Regions from separate parts of the Mus musculus genome. Here region 2 is linked to region 1. A link is a contact called in public Hi-C data. All regions are on one chromosome and are shown on one strand. Each heading gives the region's core, a stretch centred on a gene start, on an enhancer-like site or on the middle of the called end of the contact. The rest is flanking DNA. Distances are from core to core; before and after follow the strand shown. Region 1 holds the start of Ptprf (protein tyrosine phosphatase, receptor type, F). Region 2 has its middle 52 kb from the start of Szt2.

What was found. A called contact is a pair of places that touch in the nucleus more often than the background predicts.
Region 2: a Hi-C map of liver shows a contact between it and region 1, with 1.8 times the contacts expected there. The contact joins the enhancer-like site here to the promoter of Ptprf in region 1. A contact is called at or near these places in 6 of 39 promoter capture datasets (the 3T3-L1 cell line, 3T3-L1-derived adipocytes, the HPC-7 cell line and 1 more), 2 of 15 datasets of contacts at CTCF or cohesin (CD8 T cells and the NIH/3T3 cell line), 17 of 484 Hi-C or Micro-C datasets (the C2C12 cell line, the N1E-115 cell line, cortical neurons and 13 more), 6 of 115 datasets of contacts at active chromatin or transcription factors (the HPC-7 cell line, double positive thymocytes, embryonic stem cells and 2 more) and 2 of 9 other capture datasets (adipose tissue and pancreatic islet).

The regions. Positions count from the first base shown.
Region 1 is chr4:118,290,085-118,292,672 of GRCm38.p6, reverse strand. It overlaps Ptprf (protein tyrosine phosphatase, receptor type, F), which reads left to right and starts at 1,276. Exons shown (of 33, transcript NM_011213.2): 1 at 1,276-1,493.
Region 2 is chr4:118,355,668-118,358,255 of GRCm38.p6, reverse strand. No RefSeq gene overlaps it. Among named protein-coding and RNA genes, the nearest start is that of Szt2, 52 kb to the left of the region's middle. Within about 2 kb of position 1,300, at least 11 of the 459 cell types and tissues checked have an H3K27ac peak or open chromatin away from gene starts, as enhancers often do. A contact at or near this core is called in intestinal crypt epithelium and liver, where this site is marked.

The DNA.
Region 1 (2,588 bases), core at 27-2,526:
ATATAAATCTTCAAGCAGGTTATTGGTTTAGTCCCTAGCACTGCACACACTGGACACGGTGGCACGTGCATTTGAATTTGACATGAGGTCAGTGAAGTTCAAATGCAAGTGGATGGTTTCAGGGTGGTGTGGCTGTGGACAAGGAGTCTGGAATTCAATGCTAAGGCGTATACTGAACAGATCTTGAGACCGGGGATCATTCATATCTGCTAGAATTAGTGTAGATGTTGGGATATTGGTTAGCCTCTGGGTGGGGTTGACCTCAGATCAGAGCACAGGGGAAGAGCGGTGTAGAGATAAAGGTCCGTGTGGAGTTTCTGTAAAGCCAGTCCCATCTCAGGTTGCACAATTATTAGAGTTGGATCAGATTATTATACTAAAAGATCACCAAGATGGGAGAGGTATTGAGATCAGTGTCTGTATTAGGGTGTGTTCCCCAACTCCTCTGGTGACCCAGTTCCAATTTTTCTATTGGAATTGAGAGTTTCAGCGTTGGAGTGTTCAGCAATCAAGAGCAGAGGACTTGGGTCTGGTTCCCGGCACCCACACTGGGTTCCTCACACCCTCCTGTAACACCACACGGTGAATATGCATATACAAGCACACACACACACTGGCGTACACACACAAATACATATATAAATAAAAATCTTCTTTAAAAATCAAGAATCCCAGCAGGGAAATGTTCTTGTCTGGGATAGAAATAAAGCAGAGACTAGAACACATGAAAGCACTGGGCTCCGGTGTGAGGCAGCTGCCTTAGCATAGTATTTTCTTCTGTATAAGGGTCTCAATATCTATACCGGACTCCATTCAGACCAAGGGTTGGGGCTGCTATCAATATCAAACTTAGGCCAGGTAGAAGAAATGAAGCCATTTAGTGTTCGAATCTGTAATTGGAGTCCATACACTATAGGCGTTCAGTTAAAAAAAAAATTACTACTTTTTCTGATTGCTAGGCAAATTTTAGGGTCTGGACTCAACATTAGGTTTAAAGGTGGTTCTGGGTTGGATTGGCGGCAGGGGACCCTAGAGAAGTATTACGTACATGTGAGGATTTGGGAGGGTCTGGACTTTTGTGTCTAAGTTTGGTTCTATCCACGCTCGTTCCTGAGGTTTAAGCTCAATTTTGATGTTCCAGGCGGTTTAGACTTGGGGTTGGTCTGCAGCCTCGTTGGGCCTACAGCTCCACTCCTCTACAAGCGAGAGTGCACGAGGGGAGGGGCGGCGCCGGGGACGCGCACGGCAGGGGCAGGGACGCGGGCGCGGGCGGGCGGGCGCGCGCGGCTGGAGCTGGCGCGGGAGCGGTGGCGGCGGCGGCGGCAGAGGCGGCGGCTCCGGCTCCAGCTCCGGCTCCGGCTCCGGCTCCTGCTCGGGCGGCGGTGGAGGTGGCGGTGGCGGGAGCGGGCGACGGCGGCGGCAGCGGCGGACTGAGAACGGCGGCCTCAGCGGCTCGAGGGGGGACATGCAGACCGACGGCCCCCGGAGAGGCGGTGAGTGACCCCCCGAGCCCCCTTCGGGCCCCTCGATGCGCGGCCCTTCCGCGCCATCCCCACCCTGCCCCCGCGTCCGTGGAGCTGAGCCGGGGGCGGGCCCGGGGGCGCCCGGAGGCCGGGCCGCGCCCCCACCTGCCGCGCCCGCGATCTCGTCCGAGCCCCCGCCGCACCTGAGCCGCAGCCCGCACCCCCCGTGCAAAGTTTCCCCGCGCCGGTGGGCGCCCGGTTCCCCATCCGCCGCGGTCGCGCTCCGGGGGCGGCCTTCAGCCTCCCCCGCCGGCCCCGGGCGGGTCCAGGCCGCCTCCCCCGTCCCACGGCGCCCCCTCCCCGCCGGCGGAAGAGCCGCAGCCGACGCCGGGTCTCGCGGGCAACCGGGCGCACGTGCGGCCCCGGGACGAGCGGGGCGTGAGTTGCGAGCCCCCCTTCCCTGGTCTCCGTACGGAGCGCGGCCCGGGGAGGGGCCGGCCGGGCGGTCCCAACCCCCACCTCGAGCGGCGCCCTCGAGGCCCCAGAGCGGCTCGTCCCGGGAGGACGGGTGCGCTCGGACCCGCTCCGAAAGTTCACTCAGTCGCCTCCCGGCGTCCCGCCCCGTCCCGTCCCGTTCGGGTGTGCCTGGTCCCCAGTCTCTGCGCCCGGGTTTTCGTCTCGGCGCCTTTCTCGGTTTCCCTAGGTGTCTCCGGCTCCCTGTGTCGCTCACTGCCTCCCGATCTTCCTCCCTGCGGTCTCAGCTTGTCCAGCCGTGGGTTTCTCTCCCTTTCCAGTCTCTGTTTCTCTCCCCGAGTATCGGGTTCTTTCTCCCTGGTCTTCCTGTCCTCTTTCCCCAGGTCTCCGTGTTCCCTTTCTTCAGGTCTCCCTGTTCCCTCTCCCAGGTTTCCATGTTCCCTCTCCCCGAGTCTCCGTGTTCCTTCTCCCCGGGTCTCCCTGTTCCCTCTCCCCGGGCCTCTGTGCCTCCATGTCTCTGTAGCTCCCTCCTTAGGTGTCTCTCTGCTTGGTGTCTCTGAATCCCCCTCTGTCAGGCCCCCTCCCCCACGTCTCCGGAATGCGGCCCCTCTGGTTCTTCTTACCCCGGGAGGGGGAGGGGCTAGCCCTTCT
Region 2 (2,588 bases), core at 51-2,550, 66 kb before region 1:
ATGATATAGTGCTTTCTGAAAGGTATATTTATAAGGATCGTGTACACCTCTGATCCCAAATACTGAGGAGACTGAGACAGGGTCACTGTGGGTTTAAGGCCAGCCTGAGGAATGTAGGAAGACCTTGTCTGAGAAAAAGAAAGGAAGCTGGGTGATGGTGGCACAAGCCTTTAATCCCAGCACCTCCAAGGTAGACAGATATCTGTGATTCGAGGCCAGCCTGGTCTACAGAACTAGTTCTAGGACAGCCAAGGCTAAACAGAGGAACCCTCTTTCAGAAACCCAAACCAACCAAACAAGAAAAGAAAAGAAAAAGAAGTTTTATGAGGCTGAGCTCTACCCTCGAGTTTTAGCGCTCAGCCATTAACTAACTATTCACAGGTCATTGCTATCATAATGAAGCCAGTCTACTTGCTGAGCGCTGCAGATGCCCCCAGCCAGCTTCCACTGCTCTGCTCAGCTCCAGCTCAGGACATCCAGCTCAGGACCAGGCTCATCCCATCCTCAAGCCTCGAGCTTAGAGGTTCCACCCCTGCGGCTCAGCCTCAGACCCACCAGCTCACTGGTGCATCACCTGATTTCTTGCCCGTTTGCCGTTGAATTTTCTCTTGGACCTTTGGCTTGTTTGGCACATGTCTCTCGGCTAGAGTCCGATCAGGTTGTGGCCTCTTAACTAAGTTTAGCTTGTTAATCAATCAGCAGGTTTACAATCCAGAGTGACACCCAAGGGAAGACATCTTTATTAGCTCTTTGCTGTAAATCTCACTTGTACCAAGGTAATTGTAATTAAATCCTAGTCGCATCTCCACCTCCTGAGTTCTGAATCAGGAACTAAATGTTCTAACCCACAGTGAGCCACACCCTCTCCATATTCCTTTATGGCAGCAGAGAGAGTTTTATGAACTAGGTGGACATGACTCGCAATTCCTCTTGACTCCCTTATGGCTTTCAATAAAATATGGAGCACAGTGTCCATGAAAACAATTCTCCCCCCTTTTTCCATGCTAGGATTAGAACCCAGGTCCCTGTACATGGAACACGTGATTTTTCACCAAACTACACCCCAGCCTACAAAGTATTTTCTTCATTCATAACTTGATCATCTATAGTTTCTAGCACTTTCTGTCCCAGGCATCATACTAAATTATTATGCCAAGTTTTAACTTTTGCCCAGAGAATTTGCATAGGAGTAATGTTTCATTGTGGGATCAACAACCTGGATTAGCTAATGGATGAGAGCTAAAGTTCAAGGCAGAGTCCAGAGTCTCATCTGGTCATGTGATAGCATCCATCTGTGCAGTGTTGAAACCTTCTGCAGTCCTGTGTACAACACAAGTGAACCCTCAGTGAGATCCATCTGATACATTCCAGGTCGGCAAAAATGAAAGTCCATGGCAGATAGCCGATAGGATTTAGAACAACTGGCAAGCTTCCCCAATGCCAGTGCGAACGGAAATCACTCTAACCGCTTTGGAAAACAATTTGGCATGATCTCTAAAAGCTGATACGCCCTGGATCCAGCAGTTCCTCATTCAGGTGTATTCCCTGAAGAAACATTTGCACAAGTGTGGCAGGAATAAGCCTCGTGATATTCATAACCACATAGCTTACCCAGCAAAAGGCTAACATGGGCCAAACATCCACAGACACACACGGATGAGTGGTAGTACCATTACCGTGTCCCACAGAGAGGGAAAGGCAAAGCTGGTAGCTCAGGCTCAAAATTGAGTTTCCTCTCGTACTGGAGCAAGTAAAGTTTGGCTCAAAGTGAAAACATTAAGGTGATGGTATTTAAAAATCTCAGAAACATCATTTTGAGAGAAATATGTATGGCATGGCGTGCTTCCAGTTTTATTTTGTCAAAGATTTTTGTCTGATTTATATGCATGTGTCAGCAGGTAGGTGTGCACTTGAGTGTGGGTGCCTGTACTGTTAAGACTCGCTGGAACAGGACATGGATACTGGGAACGAATCTCTTCTGTGGTGGGATCCTGGGGTTGAACTTAGGTCCAGGCTTGTGCAGCAAGCCTCTTACCCACTAAGCCTTGTCACCAGCCCTGTTTCCACTTATACAAAGGCAGAGAAGCCACCACCACATGAGGAGATACAAACATCTCTGGGTTTTGTTTGGTTTCCGAGACAGGGTTTCTCTGTATAGCCCTGGCTATCCTGGAACTCACTCTGTAGACCAGGCTGGCCTCAAACTAAGAAATCTGCCTGCCTCTGCCTCCCAAGTGCTGGAATTAAAGACCTGTGCCACCACTTCCTGGCTAACATCTCTGTTTTTAAAAAATGTGAATAGCAATCACAAAGCATGATTGTGTCTGGAGGGGAGAGAAAAAGATGGTACTGGAGACCTGGGAAGTCACCGACATCCCTTCCCTTAAACTGGGTGGGGACAGCCATGTATGCTAATTATGTCTCGCTTCTTTATCGCTTACATATGTTTTGTAGGCACCAATTTTGTGTATCAGTTTCATATTTAATAAAAACAGAACTTTAAGACCTTCTGTGCGCATGCCTACCACCTGCTAGCATATTCTGTGCTAACATTTCATCATCTCAAAGCTTTGCTACAGACCCGGCTT